Regions from separate parts of the Triticum aestivum genome. Here region 2 is linked to region 1. Evidence: chromatin contacts called from public Hi-C data. All regions are on one chromosome and are shown on one strand. The core of a region is the stretch at or near the end of the contact, and the rest is flanking DNA. Distances in the headings are between cores, read along the strand shown. Region 1 holds the start of LOC123110734 (pentatricopeptide repeat-containing protein At2g31400, chloroplastic). Region 2 holds the start of LOC123110735 (dual specificity protein kinase shkD).

Region 1 (5,503 bases), core at 1,086-3,585:
AGGATCGCAGAAAATGTAACAACATTTGGCCTTACACCCTGTTGGACCATCTTCTGAAACAATTCCAGAATGAAATATAATTCCTGAGACCTCCTCATCCGGACATCAATGGCAGAGTGTCCTCTTGTCACTGGATTAGCAGCCCTTATGATCTGGCCATTATAAACCCCAACAATGCCCATGTCCCCAACTTCAGGATCCTCCTCAGCATGTACCTTAGACTTGCCAAATGCATCGATTATTGTGTTATATGTAACCACATTGGGCTTGATACCCATCTCGGTCATATCATTTAGCAAAGATAATGCCCACTCTACCAATCCATTCTTGGCCAATGTGTCAATGAAAGAGCTGAACAGAACAACATCGGCCTTTAGGCCAGATTCCTTAAAATCTAAATAGACATTAAATGCATCTCCATGCATTCCTGCCTTTGAATAGATATCAATCAAAGTTGAGTATGTGAGTACACTAGGAGCTACCCCGCGTCTCCTCATATCTTGGACGAGGAAAGAGACGATGTCCAAGCGTCCCTGCTTTCCATATCCATTAATCAAAGAATTGTAAGTGACAGTATCCTTCTCAATCCCAGAGTCCTCCATCTCGTCACACACAATGGCAATTTCGGCATACTTTCCGGTCTTCACATAAATAGCCAGCACTGTGTTGTAGCAAACTCGGTCCAATCGAATTCCCAAAGACTTCATCTTTTCGTACAACTTGAGTGCCCCCTCATACTTCTCCAGCTTGGAGTATCCATCAATCAGTGTACTGTATGTAACAACATTTGGCTTCAGCTTTTTCGCTTCCATATCCAGCAGAACCTGCATAGCAAGCTCGATGTTGCCACACTTGCAAATTGCATCGATAAATGTGTTGTATGTATAAATGTCACGCCCAATGCCAAGATGGATCATTTCATCAAAGACAGCACGGGCATCCTCCAAGTGCCCTGCGCGGCTACATGCAGAAAGAAGTGAATTGAAAGTCTTCCGGTCGGGACAGAGCCCATCCCGTAGCATCTGACGAAAATATCCGAGCGTGAACCTGAGGTCAACACCCCCTTTCCCGCATGCATCAATCACCGCATTGTACGTAACTGTGGTAGGCCGCAAGCCTGCACCCTTCATCGACTCAAGCACCCCCATGGCCTCGGTCGCAAGACCACTCCTCGCATATGCTGATATGAGCGCTGAGTATGCAAACACCGTTTTGCCATAACCCCCTGCAATGCCAGCATCAAAACCTCTTCTTGCGAGGTCTGGTCGCCCCATCTTGCCGAGTGCACCAATTGCGGCGGTCAAAAGCTTGCCCTTATCGACGGAGCCATTGCCAACAAGGGGCAGTGCAGCGTGGAACACCTCAAGCGCACGGAGCGCAGACTTGTCCCTGTCGCCGAGCTCCCGAAGGACATGGCAGTAATCATCAGGACCAACCAGCTCTCCCCGGAAAGACGAAAGCGATGCGCCGAGCGCGCGCCGGTCTTCAGGGGCAACGCGGAGCAGCTTGTCGACACAGCGCCCAGCAGCAGCTGAGGACGCGCGCGCCCCGCGTTCCTGGCCACCTGCACCACGGTTGTTGCGCTTGGAGATGTTCTTGGTGGAGCGCGCACGCCGGAACTCCGGGCCAAGGGCCCCAGCAGCGGCGCGCTGGGGCTGCACCGCCCACGGCGTGGCCGGGCCACTAAATAGCGGGTTCTGGACGGGCGGGCACGCCACGGAGTGGGAGCCCGCCGCGAGGAAGGGCGGGCAAAGCGCCGCCGCCGCGGCAGGCGCCGACGCGGACGCCGACGCATGCAGCCGGGCAGTGGCTGTGGCGGTGGCCGCCGCCGCCGCCGCCGCGGGGTGGTGGGAGGCGGCCGCCGCGTGCGCCTGCGACGGCGTGAAGTGCGTCGTTGGCGCCATCACGGCCACCGAACGCAATCACCTTCCTTCCTCCACGGACTCCCGGCACCGTACGTAACCCGCCTCGGAGACTCTCCCAAACTCCTCCAAATCCTTCCACGCAACCAACAGCTTCTCCAATCTCTCGCCCCGCAATCAGGCTGGACCGGAAGCAAATCCCGGGAGACAGCGACCAGGGGCAACTCGGAGGAAGTCGGGATATTTATATGGCCGGAACAAGAAGATCGCTCCCGCGTGCGGCGACGGCGATTACTGCGTCGCCGCGCGCTGGCAGCATGCTAGTAGTGGCGAATGATTTGGTGATAAGATTGGATTAGGCGGAATTGGGGATTGGATGGCTGGGAAAGGAAGATCGCACCAGGCTGCGCGGGGGTGGGGGAGGGAAGAGATAAGACGCCGGAGCAAGCAAGGAAGAGAGAATTATTTCCGGAAGATTTCTCGACTGGAAAGCGTCACCGGTTTTGTTGGTGGTGTAAAGTCCATGACCTGTGGGGTTGCCATTCGAGGTGGCCCAGCTGCAACGGCAGAGGGTGGAGGTCTGTGCGAGTGACATGTGGGGCTGACTAGGTCCGGATCAGCTGAGCTGGTGTTGTTGTGCTTATTAGGCCAACTCCAGCGTACGACCCCAAACGGAGGTCCGTTTTGCGCGGATTCTGTCTGTTTGTGTAGGACAATGGGGTCGTGTCCGGACCTGTCCTGAAATGCCGTGGTCGTGCGGCCGCATCCTTTGGCCCCATCATGTCTGCCTCCATTTTCAAACAACAACGTTCGAAATACCAAGCCCTAGTTCATCAGCCTAGCAGCCCTAGTTCACGCAGGCAACAGAGTCAGCGGTCTACATGTCCTCGCCGACAACACAGCCAACGGTCTACATGTCCTCGCCGGTAACAGAGCCAGCCTACAGAAAGAATAGTTTGTCACCGGCAACACAGCCAGCGGCTAGCAACACAGCCAGCCTCCAAAATGAATATGTTTCTCGCCGGCACACAGTGAGCGGCTGGCACCCATGCCAACCTCCAAAAAAGAACGGTCACGGCCGATCAGACGACCTAGTTCAGGTCGTCGGCATCGAACATCTCCTTCTGCCAGGCCTCGAACCAGCTCCTCGTCTTCTCGCTCATCTTGGTCAAGTCCACGCTCATGATCGCAAGGACCACCTCCTTTGCTTTGGTTGCGGCATTGGTGGTCCCGATTTCGAGTTGCCTCTGCCTGGCCGTGACATTGGCAGCATCGATGTCGAGCTGCTTTTGTCGGGCCGCCTCCTCCATGTCGATCTTCCTCTTCTTGGTCGCCTCCTCCATCTCAAGCTTCTTCCTTTGAAACTCTAGGTATTGCTTCATTTGCTCGTCCTTGCTTTGTCGCTTCTTCTTGTCCCTCACATCCTCTTGAGACATCATGTCGTGTAAAGTCTCATGCAAGGCCATAGATGACGCATCACGTACGTCATCCACCTTGGAGTTGGGCTTGCCCCTCGGCCTCTTCAATGCCTCGCCATCTCCACCTCCGACAAACGCGGCCGCCTTCTTGCCTCTCTTTCTTTGAAGTTCACGGTATTGATCTTTGAACTTTGGACAATTGTTGATGAGCGTCCAATAATGCGTAAGAGTGAATGGCTTGTCATTGTGCCGGGCCTTGAATGCTTCCAAAGATTGAAATGCCTACACCACATGATCAACAACAAATGAACATGCAAGCATATACAAGGCCGAAGTCTCATGGTCGTAGCAAAAAAAGAACTAGGATGAGGAGAGCATACCAAGTCCCCAATGCCGAGACCACTCACGGGTCGTGCTTCAACGCTCTCAGTGCGGCACAATACTTGTTGCACTCTTGTTGGATGAACAACCACCTCTTTTGAATCGAGGTGATACCACGGTTGCTCGTAATTTGGTAGGGCTCAAACATCTTTCTTTCATGGAATGTTTTGTGGACTCTCGTCCAAAAAACAAGGCCCTTTTGTTGCACGCCGGTCCTCGGATTTTGACTAATCTCCATCCAACATTGGCAAATCAACTTGTCCTCGTATCGTGAATACGAACCCGTGCGCATGCTCTTCTTCCTCTTTTGTGCTTCCGCTCTTTGGGTGAACTCGTCGATGAACAATGGCTCGCCCGAAATGTCAATATCAAAGCCATCTTCTTCATCACCACCGCCTTCGCAATAGATGGCATCGTCTTCATGCCACGAGTCACCATGGTCGTAGTCCGCATGGTCGCGGGCTTCTTCATCCGCAACGTATTGGGCGCGACCATCCTGACTTTGGGTCTCGTCGGGTTCGTAGGCAACGCCATGCCCACACTCGTAGATCACTTGCTCCATGTACTGGTTGTAGAATGGGTCGTCGACCGTTGGTGTTGGTGTTGCCATTTCGTCGAACAGGACGCGGGGCGACAACATTGTGCCCGTAAACGGTGTCCGTGCTTATTTTCTTTGCATCTCCACGGCCGGCCGGCCGACGCTACTAGAACCTGGCGTGACGTTGAGGTCGATGACGACCGAGGGGCGCGAGATGGACGACACGATCACGCTAATGTCCGGCGAGCCAGAAAAACGGGTGTGACCATCGTCCCTTGGCGGGGGAAAGCCGGGCGACATAGGCATGGTCCGCGACATCGACGACGAGCAATGTTGAGGCCTGGCGACCGACGAGCCTGTGCTTGTCGGGCTGGCGGCCGCACCAGAGAACCCCGCTGGACGGCAAATGCCAAGCATTAGGAGCGCGTGCGCTTTGTTGACGATGGCATCCTTCTCATCGACCTCGGCCTTGCGCCGCGCGGCCTCCACCGCATTGCGCTGGGTGGCGAACTTGGCCACGGCGGTCTTGCCCTTGACGGCCGCCCTCCGGTTCCTCCTCTTTGCCGATTATGCGTCCAACTTGGCGAGCTCCTCCGTCGTGCACGCCGACCATGGCTTCCTTGCACCCTTGGTTGCCTTCTTCTTCACCTTTGCGGGCGGGTCAACGGCCAAGCCGCCGGAATTCGACGGGGCATCGGCCATGGACGGGGGAGGGTGGGGGCGGGATGTGGGAGGGTTTGGGGGGAATGGCGCCAAATGGGGGCGCGGGGGGTTTTGCTTGTGCAACTGACAGGCGGGCCAGGGGAGGACATACGTGCGCGTCCCGCCCACACGTTGGCTTTAGATAACATGGCAACTTCTTATAGCCGATCGTTGGCTATATTATTAACCATGCTCTTAGAGCATCTCCAAAAATGCTTTTATATTATTGGATGGAGGAGTGCGTAACAAAAACTGCTAGATGCAAAATTTACACAAAAACACCCAACTTCAATGGATGATGTAAAATACATCAGTCGCGCGGCTGCTGCTCCATCAGGTGATGTAAAAAGGGGCATCAGTCGCACGGCTGCTCTCCTCCTCTGCTCGAAGGCTCTGCCATGTCACTTCACGAAATTGCAAATACAAACAAACAAATCCTTGGACATCCTAAATCACCGACGAAAGTACCTCTCTAGAAAAAACGGATGGAGTACCAAAATAGTTGCACATCAATCTATTGTGCGTCTCAACCCATTCTCTTCGGGTGTACTCACGACCAAACACACAACCACCATGCTTTGGCTTCTTCCTTTGGTGTATCG
Region 2 (5,503 bases), core at 1,635-4,134, 220 kb before region 1:
TCAGAGATTTTCGGATGATTCTGGCCATTCTCTTGCTCACCATGCAATGATGGCCAGGTCACTTGATTTCTGCAATCAGGCCCGTCATTCTCCCGCCCTTTCCAAGGCCATGTTATCCCTTTCTTGTTCAACAATGCCTCTGCTTTTGAGCTCAAGATCTTGTGGAGACCTATTTTCGCTTCTGATTCATCACCATTTGTTTTGGTTGATTTTCCAGGGGAATTCTCTTCGGTGCCGAAGGCGCCATGTGGTGCATCTCCTCTTGGTGTACTTGGTCCACTAGATGGACCTTCCTTGTTATCACGATCAGAGCACTGACTCTCACCACTGCCACCTTCCCGTAGCATGCCATTCTCATCCATCTTGACCCTCGAACGAACTTTATTTGTAACCTTGTTAGCCTGTGTTATTCTAAATATCAGAAAGGAATACAGTAGCAAATAATAAAGAAAACATGCTATAGAGAAACAATGTTTCATTGCTACTCAATGGCATGCATATTTCTACTTTTTATATTACTCCCTCCGTCCGAAAATCCGTCCGAAAAAACTTGTCCCTCAAATGGATGTGTCTACCACCAAGTTAGTGCTAGATACAGCCATTCGAGGGACAGGCTTGGGACAAGCTTTTTCGGATGGAGGGAGTAATAAAGTAGTAACAGAACTCACCAAATTTGTTATCTTGGAGGCTATAGTAGACTGCTGGGGATCAAACGGATTTCTGTTCAACAAACTGGTTTTTCGATTACTGTTGCTGCAACTGCCATCACAACAGGAGGGGCTAGATGATTCTGAATGGGACCTGGCAGAGGTTGAAGGTCCACTGAGTATCTCCTCCAATGCGCGTGAATCACTTGAAACACAAATAATGCCCACCAAACTGCCATCCTCATCATAAAATGGAGTGTTGGTGCCAACAGCTAAAAACCTATCCCCTGCCTTGTTCTTAACTGGAAACTTCCCAGTCCAACTCTCACCCAAAGAAATGCGTCGAAACATATCATTTACCACACTGAGGTCACGGGAATCAACCAGCAGCATGAGTGCATCCTGACCAAGTACTTCTGATGCAGGATAACCATAGAGATTCTCTGCAGACCGATTCCTACATCATGGCAAATGAAAGGCTTTGGTGATAAGAAAGCATTAACAAGAACAAAAGAGAAGCAAAAGTCCATGCAGAACTGCAGACTAAAAAAAAATGTGATGTTTGTTTAGCACAGGTGGGAAGTAGGTACACGACTATCAAACTGTGTTGCTGAATCGATAAGCAATGCGACTCACACAAAAATGAAGACCCAAAACTTTGACCCATGTGCATCACTCAACTCTTGAAACAACAACGGCACAAGTGCCATGAAACCTTATTGTGTTATTTTACTATTACCAATCTGTTTCAATCATGCAAAAAAGCTTCACCTCAAATCAATATAAACTGTGACATAGCATGGACGATACGTAACTTGTACAGCCTGGGGTTGTACAAAGCTCTGACAAAATACCAGATTTCACCAAGTAGTAAGTTCCATCATCGCACGCATACATGGTTAAAATGCCACTAAAAGCACAACTCCCATTGGATGCATGGTCACTTCATTGCAGTATAACAAGAACAGTTGAACCGATGCCATCATTATCACCGCAGCAGCTCCTCGAGCATTTACAAGCTCACACAAAACAGGTCAGCAAACATTCAAGAAGTAGAAAGCTCACCAGTATATGATCCTTCCATCGAGGTCAAGAATGTGGACGGACTGCCCCAGCGACTGGAGCACCCTGCGGTACTGCCGCTCCGCCAGCCCAGCGCCCGTGGCGCCGCCTTCGGCCGCGGCACGGCCTTCCCGCTGCAGCGGCGACGAGTGCGAGAAGGACGCGGAGCCACGGCCCCACCCCCGCGGGCCTCCATCAAGTCCCCCGGAGAGCCGCCTCGAGGGCGCCGGCGCCGGCGCAGGATGAGGCGGCGCGCCGCGGCTGGGCGAGACGGACTGCGAGCGCCGGCGCTCCCCTCCGCCGCCGGTCGGTGGCAGCGCGAACTTGGACATCTCCTGCTTGAGCTGCGCCTGGCCCACCTCCAGCTGCCGGATCTTCTTCAGGAGCTCCTCCCCGCTGGATTCCATCCCCAGCAGCAGCGTGAACCAGAATCAAACCAGCGGCATCGCCGCCTTCCCGAGCGCTCGGAGGCCGCCTCGCTCACCCTCCGCGGCTCCTGGGAGCTCGAAAGGCCGCTCGCCTGTCGCCTGTCCCGAGGCAGGATGATTCGGGCTCAAAATGGAGCAAGAACCGGCATCAAATCCTCCTCCCGGAGATCCAGCCGCCGGCAGCCCAAGATTTCCCGAACAGAACCGGGCCAAATCCAGGAAAAGAAAAAGATCCTTCCTTGGGAGGGAGCTGTTCTTGGCTTCTGCTTGGAGCAAACAAGTAGCAGCTAGCTGGGGTTGGAAACTTGGAATCTATCTATCCATCCATCACACACACCCAAATGGGCGAACACCTAAACAATTAAATAATCAAGAAACCAGCGAGAGGGAGAGGAAGAAGATAAAAAAAGAAGCAAGCGTACAAGAGGGAGGGAGGGAGGAAATGATATAGGTGACCTGGTGGTGAGTTCCTCCTCCGGCGATTGGTCAGCCGGGCTATAAAAAACACGGCGGCTGCTCGCTGGCCTTGCGCAAGGTGATGATGGAAAGCTCCGGTCTTAGTTTTTATTTGGGCTTTGGAATTTTCCTGAAAAATTCATTTACTTGTCAATCTGCTTTGTTTTATTTATCTATCTTTTGATCCACACAGTAGGAGAGTAGAGGGGAGGGGGGCTGGCTGTCCTTGTCTCTATCCATCTACCTTGCTGCCAATGCCAACCTGTGGCGTCATCTGTCTAGAGAGAGCAGGGAGAAATGGGCGAATTGGTTGGTCCATTTTATCATTGGCCTTTCCCACTGGCGTTGCCACAATTGGGTTAGGGTTTGGCTTCTAACTGCCTCTTTGGTGTTTTGTGCTGCGTGATGTGCTCTCCCTTTTTTGTGCTACATGTTTGTGGGTGCATGTGGATCTCTTTCATGTTGATTGACTACATTGTTGCTATACAATTTTCCCTTCTTCCCTCACCCATAAGAATTTTATTGTTTCTTATTTTCTGCCAAGCAATTTGGATGAGAAAACACGACAAGATATGATAAATAAGTGTATTATTATTGGATACGCAAGAGCCATACAATATTGAAAGTCAACCATTTGTGTATTTTAAAATAATGTTGAAAACAAGATAAGCTGATTAACTTGCGGTTTGCCTTAAATCGGAATTTTTCCCTTCTAAGATAAGCAATTCATATATTTTGTAATATTTCTTTTCTTTTTTCTGGCAGGGAGAAAAAGAGTTTATAGATAAGCACCAAACATGTCTGCATTACATAATCATGTGCCTCACCAGGCCCTAGTCGAAGCCACAGTGTGCTTCTCCTTTCTACCGGAATTTGCTAAATAATGACTCATGGAGTTCTGCTCTCGCCTAACGTGCTTGATTACCAGCTATCTTTCTTCCTGAAGATATGTGTTGATTTCACGAACCATCATAGAATGCAAAGATCTATCATCATCGGCAACTTGTATCATGTGTGTCAACTAAAGGCGGTCGGATTGCACCACAATAGGCACCGACGTCCACTAGATAGCTAGAGCTAAGACCTCCATGCATGCAGTAGCTAGAGCGAGGAGTATTGATGCAGCTCTCGACGGGATAAGAATATGAGCGCCCCAGATTCGTCATGCAAGATCATCCATGCACCTGCCTCGTTTTCTCGTTCACAAAAGGAACCATCAATGTTCAAAGTAGTCCAGACCGACGACGGTGATTCTCAGCGTAATGCTGGGATGTTGCCTTGTTCCACATGTGGAAGCACTCTTTGAGGGAGAGGAACACCAACTGACATCTTGCCCTTAACTTGGCCCGCATTAGGGTGGTTCTTGATGGACACCGGCGATTTGACATAGCTCAATAGGAATCGCTTCGATGCCTCCACCTCCGATGGTTGCTTGTGATGCGCAATCGCGCAACTGATGTGCCAGTTGCACCATAATGTCATCACCAATGTTAACTGCCCCCTCTCCGGTAGATTAGCAAGGGTGTGGAGCAACCATTCAGGCCCTAAGTTCACTAGTTGATGAAGCTCCGGAGTTTCCAGTGTTGCACCATTGCTTGCCAAAGCGCCACCATTCATGGACATCTGCAGAGGGCATGAAAAGTATCCTCCAACTCGGTCGCAGAGAGAAGGAATAAGTTGGAAACCTCAAATGTATGATGTTCTTCATTCACCGACCCAAGTAGGCAGAGAATCAGTTGCAACACACTCCTTAGGAGGGACCGATCTCATCTCCATAATAAAGCCCAGAGGGCTCATCGCCCGTTCGATGCCTTGCTTGCTATGATTGAAGAAGGACGAAGAGGTTCATCGAGCACCAACTAGTACGCGCTCCAGACGGTGAACGCACCACTCAGTTCTGCTTCCCACGCCAGCACATCCTCCCCGAGGCAAGGGGATGATCTGATTTTGACTATCTACTCAATGTCGACTGGAAGGAAGTATTGCTGCAATAAACCAACTCCCCAGTTGCAATGATCGTCCAATAATTCAGATATACCCTCAGCAACCTACATCGTCCTGTGGGCAAATTGGCCTACCAGAGCCTACATTTTGGGATCAATCTTTTTGCGCCAGATTTGAACCGATCATCCATTTCCCACTATCCAAACTAAGACTTTTTGAGAAGTTAAAGGCCATGTTGAACTGCTTGCCAAGTAGGTGAAGAAGCATCAGAAAAATTGATGTCCTCCATGTTGTCGTTGAGGAAGTATCGCGCCTTGAGAAAACTTGAGCATAAGGTGTCAGGGGCGGAAAGCACTCCCCCAAGCTCATCATGCGAGCAGCGCTTGGTCAAAAAGGCGGACCCCATGAATCCGAGGCTGCCATGTGACTTTGGTCGCATCAGAGCCTCCCAGGCACACTAGTGCTTCCCTCCCCTTCTCGACTCCCCATCGGTAATTCCGAACCATGCATGTGAGGTCATCACATGTGGTTGCATGTAATCAGAAGACGCTCATCAAGTAACTTGGGAGTGCTTGGGCTATGACCTTATTAACACCTCCTTGTTGCTTTGAACCATTTGAGAGTCACATCGAAGGATAAGCCTCTTTGTATTCTTAAACGGCCTTTAGGCAAGCGCTAATTAGGGGTCGACAATCCCAAGTACTTCTATTCGAGGTTAACATTCTCCACTTCTGGAACTTGAGTAACATCGGTCTTTTCACCTGCTTGTTAGTGCTCTCCAAACAAAATAGAGTTTCTTTCAGTATTATTCAATTGCCTAGTAGCTCTTGCATAATTCTCCAAGACTCCTTTAATTTAGACAGTCTCAGCCTCGGTTGCCCGGAAGAATAGCAGCATGTCATTGATACATCTCCAACGTACCTATAATTTTTTATTGTTCCATGATATTATAGTATCAATCTTGGA

What was found. Hi-C and Micro-C count contacts between places; a contact is called where the count stands out from the background.
Region 2: a contact with region 1 is called in a Hi-C map of leaf, with 7 times the contacts expected there. The contact joins the promoter of LOC123110735 here to the promoter of LOC123110734 in region 1. A contact is called at or near these places in 3 of 5 Hi-C or Micro-C datasets (all in leaf) and 1 of 1 datasets of contacts at active chromatin or transcription factors (leaf).

The regions. Positions count from the first base shown.
Region 1 is chr5B:120,536,440-120,541,942 of IWGSC CS RefSeq v2.1, reverse strand. LOC123110734 (pentatricopeptide repeat-containing protein At2g31400, chloroplastic) reads right to left here and starts at 2,335. Exons shown (of 5, transcript XM_044531330.1): 1 at 1-2,335. The coding sequence starts at 1,904.
Region 2 is chr5B:120,753,093-120,758,595 of IWGSC CS RefSeq v2.1, reverse strand. It overlaps LOC123110735 (dual specificity protein kinase shkD), which reads right to left and starts at 2,884. Exons shown (of 14, transcript XM_044531331.1): 1 at 2,594-2,884; 2 at 1,713-2,490; 3 at 669-1,104; 4 at 1-401. The coding sequence starts at 2,116.